4 separate regions of the Mus musculus genome follow, and regions 1, 2 and 4 are each linked to region 3. A link is a contact called in public HiChIP or PLAC-seq and promoter capture Hi-C data. All regions are on one chromosome and are shown on one strand. Each heading gives the region's core, a stretch centred on a gene start, on an enhancer-like site or on the middle of the called end of the contact. The rest is flanking DNA. Distances are from core to core; before and after follow the strand shown. Region 1 holds the start of Ccdc25 (coiled-coil domain containing 25). Region 2 overlaps Nuggc (nuclear GTPase, germinal center associated). Region 3 holds the start of Zfp395 (zinc finger protein 395). Region 4 overlaps Hmbox1 (homeobox containing 1).

Region 1 (4,314 bases), core at 245-2,744, 480 kb after region 3:
ATCTAATCCATCAGAGTCCATAGTTCTGGGAAAGTCTCTAAATGCACTAAGCTTGCTTTCTGACTTCTGTAGTTCTTGTTAACTGAGGAATGTCAACCCAGAACATGTTTTTTTGTGTGTTTAAAAGCTCACCCTGAGGAAAGACTGAGAAAATGTTGCACTGGGATCCCAAACATCCAGTGTAGTATCCGGCCAACTAAAAAAGACTTTCTATTGGTTTAAACCCATGTTGGAGCAGTCTTCTCTGGTGGATAGCCTACAACATTGACCAGCACCAGGAAACCCAGAATGATAGTGGGTTTTGTAAAGTGAAAGAATTAGAACAATAGTGGAAACTGCTTAGTGGGAGACTCTGGCTAGTTTCTTCTTTTGAGAGAGTTAAAGCCAAAGAGGGGACATTTTTACCATCAGGTTCTACTTGCCTAGAATTTCCTGCTCTATGAAAGACTAGGCTCTCCAGGGACGGTAAAACTCCTTTTCTGTAGCCCTTTTGTGTGGTCTGACTTTTGGAGCTTGTTGGAGGGATACAGCCCGAAATGGACTCTCATATTTTTTCTTTATCAGAAATAAGAAAAACTTCCAAGTCAAACCTAGGAAGGCTGTGGAATTTTGTAAATTTATAGCAAGAGGTTCTGAACTTCAGAAGTTTGGTATTTGTTCAGTCTTGTAGGTAATAAGGAGCAGACATTAGATTTAAAGGAACAAAAAATAGCCCTACTCGGAATCCCAAAAAAGGAGAGTGTCTCTGGGTAGTAACAGTAACAATTCATTTGAGAACCTTCTGTCCTCGATGCAATTTAGTTCATTGTTTGACTGGGCAAGACAGTGCAGCATTTCTTCCATCTTGTATTCTTGCTGAGGCCATCTCAGGCTTAGATAGGGTTTGATGAACATTACCTAACTCTATTCTGACTAGTTTGGTCAAGTCAACAAACAAAAAACACAACAAAACCCTCACCTATGTCAAGTAATGGGAGAATGAGTTTATTTAAAAATTGGTTCTTGGGGCTGGTTAGATGGCTCAGTGGGTAAGAAAGAGCACTGACTGCTCTTCCGAAGGCCCGGAGTTCAAAACCCAGCAACCACATGGTGGCTCACTATCGTCCGTAATGAGATCTGATGTCCTCTTCTGGTGTGTCTAAAGACAGCTACAGTGTACTTACGTATAATAATAAATAAATCTTTTAAAAAAATTGGTTCTTACTGAGTGCCTCCTGAGGAAATGGTTACAGGGACCCTTAACCATGCATGAAAAAGGCAGTTTCTGCACGCATGGAGCCCATATTGGGTTGAGTGGGAAGACATAAAAAGCGATGACCAACTCTCGTGTCCACTTAGTAGAGCCTCTGAAAATAAAGTCTGCCCTTAGTATTTTTTCTTTATGACTTCAAACAAGATGTATTTCCCCAGCTAATTTCTTTCAACCAGACGCTTGAGCGGAATCCTCAAAATCCCCGGGACACCTGCTCTTCCGCCAACACCCTTCCCTTCGCCAGGACTAAAGATGGCGCTGACAGGACGGCGTTGTGACGCGACGGCACGTCCGCCGGAAGTGTCCTGAGGAGAGCCTGGAAGCCGGCTCACCCTCGCGCCGGCGGTATCTCAAGCTTCGCGTTTTGAGTAGGAGTCGCCACTCTTCTACCAGGATCATGGTGTTCTACTTCACCAGCAGCAGCGGTGAGTGACGCCGGGGCCCCTGCTTCCAAAGCCGGCATTCCCCAGCCGCCGCGCTGGGCTTGGACTTAGTCCTGAACCGCGTCCTTCCGCGGGCACCTCTCCCAGAGCCTTCTGGTTCCCTGCTTGGCCGTCCCCTCGGCTGCCTGGTCGTCCCCTGGCCCCGGTGGTCGCGGCGGGAATGCGCCCCCGCTTTCTTTATACCCGGTAATCATTCTCGTCCCCACTTGACAGACCCGCCAACGCTTCCTGGACGTGTGTGCGTTCCAGCCTAGTCCCCCACGTCCCCGTCGCAAGCCTTTGCCCTAGCGTTCTGCCCGCACCTTGGAGCGATGCTTGACCAGTGCGACAGGTGCCAGCAGATGTCTCCTGCAGGAAGAGTAGCTTGCCCTCCTACGCAGGGAGGGCCTGGGGTGCCGCGGAGAGCAATCGGAGGGCTGGAATGTTAGTACAGCCCCTCCCTGGGCAGAGGTGATGGTCCAGTGGACGTCTGCTAAGGCTACTGGGTTGGTTTTGGAAGGCCAGAAAGAGCTGTTTCGGTTTCCAGGAAATGCCGCGTCAACTTAGTTTCTCTGCCCATATTGTCCAGAATCAATTTCTAATTTTAAACTCTCACCCCATTAAAATAGCGCTTGCCTTTTTGAAGACACTGTGTGAGACCCAGTTTCCTCGTCAAGATAAAATATGCATTTCTTTCTGGACCCCCCTTAACATTCCTTTAGGACTGCTCTCATGTGGTATTAAAAGGTGTCTGCTTGAGCTACCGGGCAGGTCTCTTGAGGGGCAGTCTGTCTTGTCTCCTTAGCATAGTGCCCTACTTACACAGTTGGCTGCTGTGTTGATTTTTGCCCCTTCTTGAGACAGTGAGTGGCTCAGGTTGCTTCAAACATAGACTCTCCTGCCTGAAGGCTCCCTGACGTTGGCATTACTTTCTAGGTCCCCAGATCTGGAGTTATTGTTTGGTGGTTTTGTCTCTTAGTACTTTTTAGTTTGTTTATTTTTGAGACAGGATCTCATTATGTAGCCCTTGGCTGGCCTAGAACTCACAGTGTAGATCAGGCTGGCTTTGAATTCATGCTACCCTCTGCTCTGCCTCCCCAGTGCCGGGATTAAAGGCATGTACTACCTAGCCTTTCATGATACTTTTAACTGAAGCATTATTTTGTGAAGCGTCCTTCAGTGTGAGGTGTTTGTTTGTTTTTCTTTTTTGTAGCCATGCTACTTCTAAAAATTATTTTATGTCTGTAGGTATTTTTCCTACATGCGCATCTACATACTACTTGTGTGCCTAGTGCCTATCAAGGCCAGAAGAGGATGATAGATCCCCTGGAACTGGAGTGACAGACAGTTGTTTGAGTTAGAGTGTTTGTCTAGTATTCCTGAAGTCTGGGGTTTGATCTCTAATACCACAGAAACTGAGTATGTGGTCCACTCCTGGAATCCTGTGATCCAGGAGGTGGGGGCAGAAACTCCCTGGCCTTCTAAATGTATGGTCCCTTGGTCCCTCCCTCCACCCCTCCTCTCTCTCTCTCTCTCTCTCTCTCTCTCTCTCTCTCTCTCTCTCTTGCATTTTTCGAGACAGGGTTTCTCTGTGTAGCCCTGGCTGTCTTGGAACTCACTCTATAGATATAGACCAGGCTGGCCTCGAACTCAGAAATCCGCTTGCCTCTGCCTCCCGAGTGCTGGGATTAAAGGCGTGCGCCACCACCGCCCAGCGAATGTATGGTCTCTTAACTTTTATTTGTTTTTTGTTTTTTGTCAGTCTCAGATAGACCAGACTGCCCTAAGCCAGCCTCCGTAGCTAAGGACAGCATGAATTCCAGACCCTTCTCCCACTCAAATGCTGGGACTATAGGCATACAACACCATCACTGCCCTGTGTGTGTTCTGCTCAGGGGTACAGACTCTCCAGCCAACTCTGTTTCTATCTACCAGGTCTTGTGCTTTGTAGACTGAACACCATCTCACAAATTTAGCTCCATTTAGGGTCCAGCAAGTTTTGGTAGGGTGTGTACCTAGTTCTTTCAGTCCTAATCTTGTACTTTAGAATCAAGATTAAGGAAAGCTTTCTAAGCAACAAAATGCTCATTACTTCAATGTAAAAACTAGGATTTAGCTTGTTTGAGGTAGCTGGAGGGCGTTAGAGCCAGTGTTTGGAGAAGTTTGAGAACTGTGGTTCCCCTGAGTGGAACAGGGCATCCACCATCGTAGCACAATGAGATATAAGCAATGCCAGCTAGCTAAGTTTTAAGAATACATTATATTCATTACATATACTATGCACACACACATAGACACACGTTTTTATATAGTTGTTTTGAGACAGGGTTTCTTTGTGTAGCCCTGGCTGTCCTGGAACGCACTCTGTAAACCTGGCTGACCTCAAACTCAGAGATCCACCTGCCTCTGTCTCCCATGTGTAGGGATCTGTTTTTAAATGTTTGTAGAAGAGATTGTTGTTCATTATGGGGAATGGTTGTTGTTGTTGTCATTATTGTCATTATCGTTGAAGAAGGCAAAAGTATAGGGCTGAGCTGGAAATTGCCATTAAACTTTATCCCTTAAGAGAAATTTAAAAATAGAGATATTTTCTTGAAAAGGAGGAAAGCAACTATTCAGCAGTAAGCATTGCTAAGCATC
Region 2 (4,761 bases), core at 899-3,398, 270 kb after region 3:
TTACATTTGAGTAATTTTTGCTATGCGTTTCCTGCTATAATTGAAACCTTAATTTCACAGTTAAGAGAATATTGTCCAGAGATCAGTTTCTTTGTGACCTTGCTAATAGTGGACAGCTGGCAACACTTAACAATAGAAATAATTTTGACTGGGGAGGTGGCTTACTTGGTAAAGTCCTTACTATGCAAATAGGAGGTCCTGGCTTCAGATCCCCCAGCACCCACATAAAAAGCTGAGAGTGATAGTGGGTGCCTGAAATCCTGGCCTGAGGCACGCTGCCAACCACTATACCCAAATCTGTGCACTTCGGGTTCAGACTTCGATAGTAATCCTAATCCTGATCGTAATCCTAACAATGGGGAAAGTAATTAAGGAACATATTTAACGTCGACCCCTGACCTCGACATGCATGTGTTTGTGCACAAGTGCGTGTACACACACGCACGCACGCACACACACACACACACACACACACACACACACACACACACACACACACACACACTTCATATCTGCTCCCTAAGGCACTCAGTGAGTTTGCTGAGAGTTCCCTTGGGGCTTCTGTGGTGCTTCTTTGCCCACACTTGACCTATTCTGCTCTCTACATGTCTCCCCTGCTGCAGAGAAAACTGCCAGCTGACTCCAAGGTTCTGGAAGCCTCAGATCTGGTGTACACGGTCAGTGCCCATGAGTACTGGCAGCGGACCATCCTGACTGAGGAAGAAAGTGGTAATTTCTATTTTTTAACCTCAAACACTAACATCTGAAAGAATAGGCTTGGCGCTCTAAGCACCCTGCTCTAGAAATTCTCTTGCCGTAGCAAAGTTTTATTCCCACTTAACTACAGTGTTTATACCTATGAGCATGTATTTTGTGCTGCGTGTCTGTGTGCACATATAATCACTTTTTTCCTCCTTGCATTGTGTGTCTGAGACCAAAATTTTTCTCTCATCCAAATTTTACCAGAGTTAGTAAGAGTAAAAGTCAAGGCATTGGGTTGTCATTTCCTTGGTGTGTGGCTTGTGATTCTTCAGTACCCAGCTATTAGCATCAGGCATCGTTAACAGATGTATATCACATGTGTTTCTGGGAGGCGGAGAAAATAGAAGGCCATGGTTCCTTTCTCTGAATATTTTTGAGTCTAAATGAAGAGCCAATAATCCCCATGTGCAAAGATGAAAGGGAAAACCAGACTGAGAGTGTCTTGGCCCTGAGCACAAAGGAAAGCTGAGAATCTTGAGACCCATGCGTATCTGAGTGCTCTTGGTAACTAGATGAGGGTTTAAGTTGGGTTTTAGCCTAAGACTAACAGGGACTATGGCTGCACAGGTCTTAACAGATGTACATATGGGTGAATGAATGATGCTTAAAGCAGAAGTACAACAAGTTCCCCAACTCAGGGCAACTGTTTCATTGACTTCCTTTATGAATTCTATTGTGACAAATGTTTCGATATTATTTGTGCTGGTTTTGAATTGCAGAGATCCCCAAGTTAAGAGAATATATTAGGAAAAGGATCTTGGACAAGAAGAGGAGGCTGGTGACCAAGTACGTCACAGAAGCCTTTGGCCTATTGCTTCTCACAGACACGTTAAACACGGAGGAAAGCCTGCTGGTAAGGAAGGCCCCCTGGGTTGTCTCATACTCTGCCTGTGAAACTGTTAGTTAGGAAGGCCCCAGTGTTGTCTCACACTCTGCCTGTGCAGGTGTAAAGTTAGAAAGGCCCTAGGTTTGTCTCACTCTGCTTGATCAGAGTGTAAGTTAGGAAGGCTCCTGGGTTGTCTCACACTCTGCCTGTGCAACTGTAAGTTAGGAAGGCCCCAGGGTTGTCTCACACTCTGCCTGAGCAGGATTATGTTAGGAAGGCCCCAGGGTTGTCTCACACTCTGCCTGTGCAGGGTGTAAGTTAGGAAGGCCCCAGGGTCGTCTCACACTCTGCCTGAGCAGGAGTAAGTTAGGAAGGCCCCAGGGTTGTCTCACACTCTGCCTGAGCAGGAGAAAGTTAGGAAGCCCCCAGGGTTGTCTCACACTCTGCCTGAGCAGGGTGTAAGTTAGGAAGGTCCCAGGGTCGTCTCACACTCTGCCTGAGCAGAGTAAGTTGGGAAGGGCCCTGCATTGTCTCACACTCTGCCTGGGCAGGTGTAAGGAAGGGAGGCCCCAGGGTAGTCTCACACTCTGCCTGAGCAGTAGTATGTTAGTAGGTCCCCAGGGTTATCTCATACTCTGCCTGTAAAACTGTAAGTTAGGAAGGCCCCTGGGTTGTCTCTCACTCTGCCTGTGCAGGTGTAAGTTAGGAAGGCCCCAGGGTTGTCTAATACTCTGCCTGATTAGAGTATGATTTAGGAAGGTCTCTGGGTTGTCTCAGACTCTGCCTGTACAACTGTAAGTTTGGAAGGCCCCAGGGTTGTCTCACACTCTGCCTGAGCAGGAGTAAGTTAGGAAGGTCCCAGTGTTGTCTCAAACAAAACATGAGCAGAGTATGAGTTAGAAAGTCCCCTGGGTTGTCTCAGAGTCTGCCTGTGCAACTGTAAGTTAGGAAGACCCCTGGGTTGTCTCTCACTCTGCCTGTGCAGGTGTAAGTTAGGAAGGCCCAGGGTTGTCTAATACTCTGCCTGATTAGAGTATGATTTAGGAAGGTCTCTGGGTTGTCTCAGACTCTGCCTGTGCAACTGAAAGTTTGGAAGGCCCCAGGGTTGTCTCACACTCTGCCTGAGCAGGAGTAAGTTAGGAAGGCCCCAGGGTTGTCTCACACTCTGCCTGATCAGGAGTAAGATAGGAAGGCCCCAGGGTTGTCTCACACTTTGCCTGAGCAGGAGTAAGGTAGGAAGGCCCCTGGGTTGTCTCTCACTCTGCCTGTGCAGGTGTAAGTTAGGAAGGCCCAGGGTTGTCTAATACTCTGCCTGATTAGAGTATGATTTAGGAAGGTCTCTGGGTTGTCTCAGACTCTGCCTGTGCAACTGAAAGTTTGGAAGGCCCCAGGGTTGTCTCACACTCTGCCTGAGCAGGAGTAAGGTAGGAAGGCCCCTGGGTTGTCTCTCACTCTGCCTGTGCAGGTGTAAGTTAGGAAGGCCCAGGGTTGTCTAATACTCTGCCTGATTAGAGTATGATTTAGGAAGGTCTCTGGGTTGTCTCAGAATCTGCCTGTACAACTGTAAGTTAGGAAGGCCCAGGGTTGTCTCACACTCTGCCTGAGCAGGAGTAAGTTAGGAAGGTCCCAGTGTTGTCTCAAACGAAACATGAGCAGAGTGTAAGTTAGAAAGTCCCCTGGGTTGTCTCAGAGTCTGCCTGTGCAACTGTAAGTTAGGAAGACCCCTGGGTTGTCTCTCACTCTGCCTGTGCAGGTGTAAGTTAGGAAGGCCCAGGGTTGTCTAATACTCTGCCTGATTAGAGTATAAGTTAGGAAGGCCCCTGGGTTGTCTCACACTATGCCTGTGCAGGAGTAAGTTAGGAAGCCCCCAGGGGTGTCTAATACTCTGCCTGATTAGAGTATTATTTAGGAAGGCCCCTGGGTTGTCTCACACTATGCCTGTGCAGGTGTAAGTTTGGAAGCCCCCAGGGTTATCTAATACTCTGCCTGGGCAGAGTATAAGTTAGGAAGGCCCCTGGGTTGTCTCACAGTCTTCCTGTGCAACTGTAATTTAGGAAGGCCCCAGGGTTGTCTCACACTCTGCATATGCAGGTGTAAGTTAGGAATGCCTCAGGGTTGTCTCACACTCTGCCTGAGCAGGAGTAAGTTAATAAGGCCTCAGGGTTTTCTCACACTCTGCCTGACCAGAGTGTAAGTAGGAAGTCCCTGGGTTGTCTCACAGTCTGCCTGTGCAACTGTAAGTTATGAAGGCCCCAAGGTTGTCTCACACTCTGCCTGAGCAAGTGTAATTTTGGAAGGTCCCTGGGTTGTCTCACACTCTGCCTGAGATGGAGTAAGTTAGGAAGATCCCAGGGGTGTCTCATACTCTGCCTGTCCAGTTGGAAGGAAGGAAGGCCCCAGGTTTGTCTCAAACTCTGCCTGAGAAGCGTGTAAGTTAGGAAGGCCCCTGGGTTGTCTCACAGTCTGCCTGTGCACTGTAAGTTAGGAAGGCCCCAGGGTTGTCTCACACTCTGCCTGAGCAGGGTGTAAGTTAGGAAGGCCCCTGGTTTGTTTCACAGTCTGCCTGTGCTACTGTAAATTAGGAAGGCCCCAGGGTTGTCTCACAATCTGCCTGTTTATATATTAGGACCGCCAGAGGGTTATCTCACACTCTGTCTGAGCAGAGTGTAAGTTAAGAAGGCCCCTGGGTTATCTCACAGTCTGCCTGTGCAATTGTAAGTTAGGAAGACCCCAGGGTTTTCTCACACTTTGCCTGAGCAGGATTAAGGTACGAAGGCCCCTGGGTTGTCTCACACTTTGCCGGAGCAGGAGTACTTTAGGAAGGCTTCTGGGTTGTCTCACACTTTGCGCGAGCAGGAATAAGTTACAGAGGCCCCTGGGTTGTCTCACACTCTGCCTGAACAGGAGTTAATTTGGAAAGCCCCAGGGTTGTCTCACACTCTGCCTGAACAGGAGTTAATTTGGAAAGCCCCTGGGTTGTCTCACACTCTGCCTGTGCAACTGTAAGTTAGGAAGACCTCTGGGTTGTCTCTCACTCTGCCTGTTCAGGTGTAAGTTAGAAGGCCCCTGGGTTGTCTCATATTCTGCCTGAGCAGAAAATAAGTTAGGAGGGCCTGTGGGTTGTCTCACACTCTGCCTGAGCAGGAGTAACTTAGGAAGGCCCCAGGGTTGTC
Region 3 (4,336 bases), core at 1,021-3,520:
TTAAACAAAAACCGAAGCCAGACCCTCATCCCTTTACAGAGCCTAGCCGTTTAAATCTTGCCATGTTGCTCACACTCCAGCTGGAGACCTACTCTGTGTATACAACTTTCATTTAGCTCAACAAGCACTTCTGGAGCCCCGGATTTTACTATGAAGACTCACTTGTCTCAGACACCCTAGTCCCTGGGCTACAATGATCAATTACGTGCTTTGTTTTCTGTATTGCTCAATTCTGAGTGAGCAGCAGTCTGCTTGTGAGGAGGCCAAGCGTTCCTTGGGGCAGAGACTGTATTGCAAACTTCAGGGTGATCAAGAAAGACTTGAGAGGAGGGACTGACTATACAGAAGCATTTGGGGACAACTGGAACAAGAACAGAAAGCCATGCATGGACTGCATATGTCCCTTTAATCATAAAGTGTACATTTCCAATCCATATCTTCATGTTAAGGGAAGGCTTTGTGTATTAAATAAAGTCACCGATGTGATGCCCTATAACACTTTATTCTTATCTGGAAACAGAACTTTTTCCTGAGGTTGAGAATTAAAAGGGAGAAGCAGTCTTGGGTGAACTACACCCTGGGCAGGCTGATCCTAGAGCAGGTAAGGCAGGCATTTGAAACTAGTTAATTCATCCATGTGGGGCTGTCTTGTGCACAGCAGGATATTGGTGGAATACTTAGCCTTCAGCAGCTTAAATGACAGTGAGAAATCACCCTCCCAACACCAGTAAAAATATATCTAGATATTTTAAGGACAAATTAATATTATTAGGGATAAAAAAAATCACCCCTAGTTGAGAATCATCTCCTGTAGGAATTTTGATTCCAGTTGGATAATTTTATTTCAACAAATAGTTGAGGGCAGAAAAAAGGACATACTATTTTTTTAAAATGTATTTATTGTGTATGTACAGGGCTGGAGTTGATTCCCTCCGCTATGTTGTGCATGTTGGGGCTCTAACTTGTGACATCAGACTTGGTCACAAGCAGTGTTACCCACGAGCCCTCTTGCCAGTTCCCAGGACATATTGTTTTTCATTTGCCGTGAGCTAGGCACTATCTCTAGTTACACTGCTTTGTTTTATAGATCAAGAAGCTGATGTGTTTAGGGCTGAACCTGCTAAAGATGCCAATGCTAACTCAGCTCTTAAAATGGGATGTGATTCCCAAGCTCTACTAACACTCCACGGCCTCCTAGAAACACAGGAAGTCCAAAATTGGAGGTGAACTGCAACTTCGAAGTATTTTAAAACTTTTTTTTTGAGAAGGGAGGGGCTATTACTCTTTTACTCATTAAATTTGATTGTAAACACACACACACACACACACTCACACACACTTAGACATTCGCACACACCCCTCTCCACTGTCCTTGGCCTTATCTAGAAAAAACACAGAACTACACAATGGAACCGCTTCGATTCTCCCTGTTACAAATTATCCAAAAGCCAGAGCCTAACGGTGCCAAAAAGCAACCGGTATTGTTTACACAAGGGCTGAAGGCTAATAGTTAACTTTCTCCTATTTAATTCCAGAAACAGTAAACATCGCCTCGCGCTACAACTACAAACGAATAAAAGTCATAAAACTGGAGAAGAACACTCTTGGTCCAAAGCGAAATGGAAAGGTTGGGTTTTCAAGCGCTTCCGCCCTCGCGCGCCGCCTCCCGCTACCCGGCCTCGGGTCCCTGTCGCCCTCGCCAAGCTCCTGTCCCTGGCGCCTAGAGCTTCTGGCTTCCTTTCCCGCCCTGGGGCGCGCTGGAAAAACAACAGCCAGAAACTTTGGTTGGGTTTGCAGTTCAGTTGGGGGGGGGGTCGGGGGGGGAGTCAAAAAAAAAAAAAAGGAGGCGCGGGGGTAGCAGATACGCTAGTTCGGTTCCGGGTGGTGCTGAACGCTCGGATTTCGGGGTGGGGGCTGGGGAAGTGGGTCACAACTCGGTCAGGTTCAAGTGCGCATGTGTGAGAGGAGTCGCTCCAGCACTTATTGAGCGCCCACTGTGTACCGCCAAGCAGGGTGTGTGGAGCGCGCGCGCGCACGTCCGGGGCTGGGGCTGGGGGCGCGCGAGTCGTGCGCGCGCGTGGCCGGGGGTGTGTCCCTGCGTCTGGCTGGCTCGCGGGCGGACTGGCTGCGAGCGGCTCGGCGCGCTCCCTTCCCGGGCGGGGGAATCCGGGCCGGGTTGTGGCCGCGGCCGCGTACGTGAGCGCAGTGTCCCGGAGAGGGAGGGCAGGCCGGCCAGGTGGGCGCGAAGGCGGCGGCGCGGGAGGCGGCGCAGTGCAGGGGCCGCGCCGGTGGCGGGCAGGGCCGCGGCCGCTGCAGGGAGCCGAGCTGTCTGGGTCAGTGGCCGGCCGAGGTGAGCTGCGCGCGGGACCTCGCATGGGTTGCAGCCCGGGTTTGGGGCCGACAGCCAGGGGTGGGTGGGAGACCCGGGAGGCTCGCGCGGCCCGGGCAGGACCGGGGCTGCTGCGGCGCTGGCGGGGTGACTGGGTGGGGGTGGCCGCTCTCCCTCTCACGCGTCGCCTTGTTTATGTCGCGGGTCCTACGGCCCGATCTCCCTCCCAACTTTGAGTGGTGGCCGGGAGTGGCCTCGCGGGGCCACACTGACCTGTTAACCTGCTCCCTTTCCGGCTGAGCCGTCAGCCCTGCGCTATGCGCGCCCCTGCCCTCTCCATAACCAGAGAGTGCCGTGCTGCGGGACTGGCCTCGCGACACACCCTCTCTCAACCCCCTTCTTGCGGCCCCTTTCGCCGCCCCCTTGGCTCTAAGCCTTCCGGGCTCACCCCGGGTCCCTCCCGGGCCGTGGCACTGTGGGCCTCTGGAGTGGCCCATGGGGGCCTGCAAAGGGAGTTTGTCATGGGCAAACAATTCCAAGGCTTCCTGCCTGGGAGTTAAGGCTCTGCACCTTCACTTTAGGGCCCTCTTGGAGATCTAAAGAGACCCACCTGCCAGCAATCTTGCAGGAGCCCTGTTTTCCATCCCTCCCTTTCCTGTGGTTCTGGAGGACTTCCACCAGGCATGGGTTCCCATGATGCCAGGCCATGGCACAGGGGCTATCTATAGTTCTTCACTGCTTTCTGCAAGATCCCTTAACAGAATGGTGTAAAGTGGAGCAGTTTGTTTCAAACTGAGCAATCAACAGGTATTGTAGCCTGAGGACATCCTTCTAAGGGGGGTTGTGTAAATAGAGGTTCTTGCTTTGGAAGGGTGAAACACAAGGAAATTGGTTAGCCCACAGGTACCTCTGAGAAGCCACTCTGCCCTCTTCCCACTGCCAAGCTTTCTGGATGATGTCTCTGAAAGCTATGAGAGAGAAATGATTTGAGAGCTCAAATGCAAATGAACGTGCAAGGGCTGCAAAGTTACTGTGCAGGCTCAGGCACAGGAGGCATGGGAGATAAAGGTGGGGAAGGGAATACGGAACTCAGTTTGAAATAATTTCCACCTGTGGATAATTCCCTGGCAAGACTCAGTCAGAAGGAGGAGTTCACAGGTGACAAGTTTACAAAAGGATGTCCAAGGGCTTGCTTGTCTTGGTGAGAAAGGCAATAGAAGACTCATAGATAACACCCGTCGGGGCTTGTAATCTCTTGGAGGACATAGAAAGACTTGAGCATGTGAAATATGACTCCAGATGGGGCACAGTTAGTTGTCACAATGCCAGGTGCAGAACTGGGTGCTGTTGGAGGTCACAGGGAGGGAGGGAGCTATGGACTGGAATTACCAGGCCTGGGCTATGTGTCCTTGAAAGATGGGATTTATGAAAATGGGATACAAAGTGGAGATGAATATGGGTTTCTCTAGAGTCCAGGAGATGGCCTTGGCCCTCCTGGAATGTTTCCTGAACAGTAAGAGATAGAGAGAGGAATAGTGGCTGAGATTGTGAAAGTCCTAGAAAGTCAGACTGAGAATTGGACTTTTATCCAGGGTGGACTGGGAAGACAGTAGACCAGGGGATGAGGTAACAAGGATATTGGTAAAGAGTTTTGAATCTGATGTTAGGAGACAGACCAGTGAAGTAGCCTGTTGCACTTTTGGAGTGCTGTGGGTTTGGACTTGGTTTTACTGGAAGACACTGCTGTTGAAGTAATCTGTTGACGGGGTGGGTGAAGGGAAGAAATGAATAGGAATTAATTCCTGGAGGAAGCTGATCACACACCAGGGCCTGGAGCTGCTGTAGTTGTTAACCGGACTCTAAAATGTGTGTTTTGCAGAGAAGATGATTGCCACTTGGGCCCTAGAGAGGTCTCTTTTGTTTTATCTGGAAGTAGGTATGTTGGTGTTAGTAACTGTGGCTCTGATAGGTTATGCCCTGGAGCAGAGTGTATGGAGACCCGTCAGG
Region 4 (4,517 bases), core at 1,420-3,919, 490 kb before region 3:
CGCTGCTTCCCTAAAGCCAAAAACATACAAAAGCCATACACTACACTATACATCAGGATGTAAATCAGCATACTGGTACCCATGCAGGAAAAAGGTCAAGGATGATGGTTTATGTAGTGGCCAGTGATGTTCTTTACTGATACGGAAGGTGGTAATGTGGATATCTATACTTTATGAAAGTCATTGAGTTGTCACCTACTATACATATTTAAAAAGGTCCCCACAAATTTTTTAAAACTCAAAGATTATATATATTTAATACTATATATTTAATTAACATATGTTAATATGGGAAGATGCCCTTGATACATAAAGTATATGCTTTTATGAATATAACTTTATATGCCCTGTATTACATTTATATCTAAATATATCAAAAGCTTACAGATGCACACTATAAATGTAAATTTTCCCTACATTTCTACCACTAAAACTTTCTCAATCTTTCTATAAATGTTTTAATGCCTGGCTTTTGACACTGAATATTTTAGTTTCTGTTCGTTCTTTTAGAAACAGTGCAATTAAAGTAAATGAAGACTTATAAAAAGAAGTCCACTTCTGCTTTTTGTCTGCAATTTTACTCTGAGGTAAGCATGTGACGGACTTAAAAATGTCACACACATTTCTCTCTGTATAATAATGAATGCAATGAAACAAAGGGAGGAGCAGGCAATACAGGCTGTCTTCCTGACTCACCTTGGATTCGGACAATAAATGCAGAAAATGAACCAGTTAACCAAGCCATTTCCAGAAGAGGCATTGCAAAACAGTTGAATAAACAGCAAATGTCACACTCAGAAATGACTTTCCTCTAGGGTCCTTGACCCACAATCGCGGCTGCTCTGGGAGCTCTGTGGGACTTGACATTCAGGTCCTCGAAGCTTCTCTGCACTGTCTGCCAGCTCTGCTACTTCCCTTGGGAGAAAATTCCAGATAGTCTCTTCCCTGCTGTGGAAGAAATTCTTGGGAAAAGTTTCAGATCTTCAAAAACCTCTTTTCTACCTCTTGTAGGGCAGAAGCAAAGGCAAAGTTTCATATAATTTACATACACCGACTAAAACTAAGCCCTGCTTAATTTCTTTCCAGTGAGAAAGTAAGCCCCTTATATCCAAAGTGGTTGGAGGTAGTCTTTAGCTGGCATCCATAATGTCTTGTGAACGTCAGCTTTACTGACTCCTCTCTGGAGTTTACACACCACGCTTCCTCCACTAGAGGGCTCTCAACTAGAACCCAGCCTTCTAAATCTCAACACTGGACTCTGGATTCCTCTCCATGTTTTGTTTCCTGCCACAACCTACTGGCTCTTCACCTTGGAATGAGGGACACAGCCCCTCCAGAGCATGATCATTTTGGCTCCAGGTGCTATGTTAGCTTTCTACTCATTAGTGGCCACTGGGATTCCATATTTAAGCCTCTTTCTTTGATCATCGTAATTATCAACAATGATTTAAAATGTCATGTAAATGCAAGAGACTCTCAGGGCACAGCCTGTTCTTGGAAACCACTGGCTAGGCAACTTTAATGAGAATTTCTCATAGACCAACACAGTAAGCCTAATCCATTATCCTCCCCCCTCATCTGCTCATCTTCCTATAGGAGTTAGCTCAGCTTAACCTCTCACCCACTCCCTCCCCTAAAGCTTGCATTTTTACCAAAGCTCTTTCTTCTAGTCATCACTCCCCTGTTCAGCCTCTTTTACCTGAACAACCGTAACGACTCTGATGGCCCCAACAGGCCATCTCAGAACTACAAAATACAAAATCCTTATGAACGTTCAGCAATTTTCAAAGTCCTTTAGCAATTTTCTACCTCAATCAGAGCTATGTTTAGATATGTTTTGTTATATTTGAGCCAGAGTCTCACTAGATAGCCCTGGCTGGCCTGGAAGTCACTATGTGCCTCAAGCTTGTCTCCCACACTTAAGCTTCCTATTTTAGTGCTTTTGAGTGCCACATTATAATTATATTCTAATTATATATTCTCTATAAAAATTCAAGTATGTTGAACACACATAAGAAAATACTTTTTTTCCACCACTTTCTTATTTATTACCTTAGAATCATTCTTGTTTGTTTGGTATGGATGCATAAGACCTTCCCAATACATGTAACACATAAACTTTTAAAGAGCATACACATAGTAAGAGACTGACTTTCTCCACCATGCACAATGTTCATCCAATTCCTCTCTTAACCCAGGAGACAGCAACCTCAGGAGACCTCTAGCTCTGTCTTGTGCTGTTTGCTCCATGGCAGGCATGTCTCACTCTGTAGCCTGAGCTGGCTTTGAACGCTTGCTGCTCCTTCTCCCTCAGCCTCCTGAGTGCTGGGGTTAGAGCTGAGTCATTGGACCAGCTTCACGGTGACTTTTTATTGACTATTCTTTTTACATTTTCTGTTGTGTGTATGAATGATGTATGTCCACACGTGTGTGTGCCTGATGTCCATGGAGGCTGGAAGAGGGAGTTAGATTTAGTTTTTAAGCTAAAGCTTAACTGACCTGGCAAAGCTGCTTCTGCATTTCTGATGTATATTGTCTGGAATACTAGAGGCTTATGTTTCAAGATGCTAATAAATTCTGGGATAAAATTTTATGCAGCAACAGATGAGGAAGCCACACACACTCACTCGCTCTGGGACCTCTGTCTTTACTGTAATCTTCACATTAACTTCTGATTTTTAGTTTCACTTTCATTTGGTCCTGACCCAGAGTCTCCACCACAACTTACTCAGGGCTAGGTTTAAATGGATTCAAGATTTTCTCATTCCCCAATTTTCTGACTTTGAAGCCCTATATATTTGTTGTAAACTGAGGTATATTCTACAAAGGTTTATTCTCATATGTATACAATGAGTTTTGAAAAATGTGCATGTGTGTGATCATGGTATGACTCAAAATATAGTTCTCTTCCTGCCCTTTCTTGGTTCTGATTTCAGTCTATACATAATTTTTGCATTTTCAGCTTAATTCTTGTTGGCACTATCTCACATGGAGTTCTTCTTACTAGTTCAAGTTGACTGGTGCTGGGTTAGCCAGGCCTTATCCACTTGAGGGTCTGTATCCGTTACATATTTGGAGGACAATACATTTACAGAGATAAATTGGGGTCACTGTTCCTTCAGGATCTGTGCAGCTGCAGTAAAGTGAGTGGGAAGGGCACAGCAAGAATCTCTACCGATGGCATGCCTCTGTGAAAGGAAAGCAAGACAACTTCTATAAAGGCACTGACAAGTATGCTCTCAAAGTCACCCTTTTCAAGGCTGTGCAAACTATCAAGGGCTCACCATGCAGCACCTACACGGCAGCTCTCGATCACCTGGAACTCCAGTTCCAGGGATCCAACAACAGGCCTCCATGAGGGTGCACATCACATCATCACCCCCCCCCACACACACACACACTATTAGTAAATATGTCTTTAAAAAGAAGAATCAATCAAAATTGGCCTGGAAGCTAGTCATGGTGACTCAGGCCCGAATCCTCAGGAGGCTGAGGGAGAAAGAGTAGCAAGCGTTCAAAGCCAGCTGAGGCTACAGAGCGAGACACTGCCTGCAATCGATCAAACAGCCAAACAACACACCATAACAAACACAATACAACCACAGGAAGATGTGTCCTTACAGTAACTGGGATAGCAGACTTACTCAACATAGGAACCGTCTAAAAAGCTACAGAAAAGGATGAGAAAAATGGCTTATCCTATAAAAACTATCAACAGAGACAATTATATGGAAGAACTAGACAGAAATTTTGGAGTACAAAAGTATAAATGAAACGAAAAGTTTGCTGGTAGGGTTCCATAGCAAATAAGAAGTCGCAGAAGCATTCATCACCGCATTGCAAAGGTCAGCTGAGATGACTTATGGGAACAGAAGACAAGAAGGAGTACTACAAAGCAAAGCTTCATAAACACATGGGATACCACCACACATGCCAAATACAGGTGAGACTCTTAGGACACACCAACGTAAATAAAGAAGATTTTGAGAAAATAATGGCTAAAATCACGGGAATTTTGATGAAAAAATCTTAACATTTTTAAGGTGCCTAGTGATCATCATGTATGTTAACTCAAAATTTCACACCTACAAGTACCATAAAGCAATAGCACATAGAGGTGCCACCAAGTCAGAGAGCCTAAGTTCAACAGATATGGTGGAAGGAGAGACCAATTCCCACAAGATGCCTTCTGATCTCCACTCATAAGCTACAGCATACATGTGCCTCCACCCATGCATGCAAAATAAGCAAAACTGTAATAAAAATGCTTTAAAATCAAAGATAAGAAGTAAAAGTAAGAGAGGGAAAAGAAGGATTATGTACAAGGTGTGCTCACTAGGGCTGAGAGTAGGTTCCTCTGAGAAGCCATGGGAAGGATACTTAGAACACTGCCTGAGGAATGCAAGGCAGTGCCACAGGGAGTCTCTGAAATAAGGACTTCCTAGGGTATAATGAAAGCGCAGAAGACAGGAGCTTGAATACACTGAAGACAGAAAAGGAGGGGTGTTATGGGATGC

The links. Promoter capture Hi-C pulls out the DNA fragments that hold promoters and counts their contacts. HiChIP or PLAC-seq counts read pairs in DNA pulled down with a chosen protein or histone mark.
Region 1: a contact with region 3 is called in a promoter capture Hi-C map of pre-B cells. The contact joins the promoter of Ccdc25 here to the promoter of Zfp395 in region 3. A contact is called at or near these places in 8 of 39 promoter capture datasets (the C10 cell line, the HPC-7 cell line, cranial neural crest and 5 more), 5 of 484 Hi-C or Micro-C datasets (B cells, Th1 cells, embryonic stem cells and 2 more), 4 of 115 datasets of contacts at active chromatin or transcription factors (effector CD8 T cells, embryonic stem cells and large pre-B cells) and 1 of 9 other capture datasets (liver).
Region 2: an H3K4me3 HiChIP or PLAC-seq map of the SCID.adh cell line shows a contact between it and region 3, with 9 read pairs. The contact joins the enhancer-like site here to the promoter of Zfp395 in region 3. A contact is called at or near these places in 1 of 39 promoter capture datasets (3T3-L1-derived adipocytes), 2 of 484 Hi-C or Micro-C datasets (the G1E-ER4 cell line and embryonic stem cells), 4 of 115 datasets of contacts at active chromatin or transcription factors (the SCID.adh cell line, embryonic stem cells and pancreatic cancer cells) and 1 of 9 other capture datasets (adipose tissue).
Region 4: a promoter capture Hi-C map of liver shows a contact between it and region 3, with 2.8 times the contacts expected there. The contact joins the enhancer-like site here to the promoter of Zfp395 in region 3. A contact is called at or near these places in 4 of 39 promoter capture datasets (the C10 cell line, liver and pre-B cells), 4 of 484 Hi-C or Micro-C datasets (CD4 T cells, CD8 T cells, the G1E-ER4 cell line and 1 more) and 3 of 115 datasets of contacts at active chromatin or transcription factors (bone marrow-derived macrophages, embryonic stem cells and memory CD8 T cells).

Annotation. Positions count from the first base shown.
Region 1 is chr14:65,835,808-65,840,121 of GRCm38.p6, forward strand. It overlaps Ccdc25 (coiled-coil domain containing 25), which reads left to right and starts at 1,495. Exons shown (of 9, transcript NM_145944.5): 1 at 1,495-1,677. The coding sequence starts at 1,650.
Region 2 is chr14:65,622,538-65,627,298 of GRCm38.p6, forward strand. It overlaps Nuggc (nuclear GTPase, germinal center associated), which reads left to right. Exons shown (of 19, transcript NM_001195674.2): 11 at 624-729; 12 at 1,482-1,615. Among named protein-coding and RNA genes, the nearest start is that of Gm30245, 5.6 kb to the left of the region's middle. Within about 2 kb of position 2,149, at least 48 of the 459 cell types and tissues checked have an H3K27ac peak or open chromatin away from gene starts, as enhancers often do. A contact at or near this core is called in 3T3-L1-derived adipocytes, the G1E-ER4 cell line, the SCID.adh cell line and 1 more, where this site is marked.
Region 3 is chr14:65,356,406-65,360,741 of GRCm38.p6, forward strand. It overlaps Zfp395 (zinc finger protein 395), which reads left to right and starts at 2,271. Exons shown (of 10, transcript NM_199029.2): 1 at 2,271-2,350.
Region 4 is chr14:64,864,427-64,868,943 of GRCm38.p6, forward strand. The region is part of intron 4 of Hmbox1 (homeobox containing 1); the gene reads right to left. Among named protein-coding and RNA genes, the nearest start is that of Hmbox1, 83 kb to the right of the region's middle. Within about 2 kb of position 2,670, at least 88 of the 459 cell types and tissues checked have an H3K27ac peak or open chromatin away from gene starts, as enhancers often do. A contact at or near this core is called in CD8 T cells, the G1E-ER4 cell line, bone marrow-derived macrophages and 3 more, where this site is marked.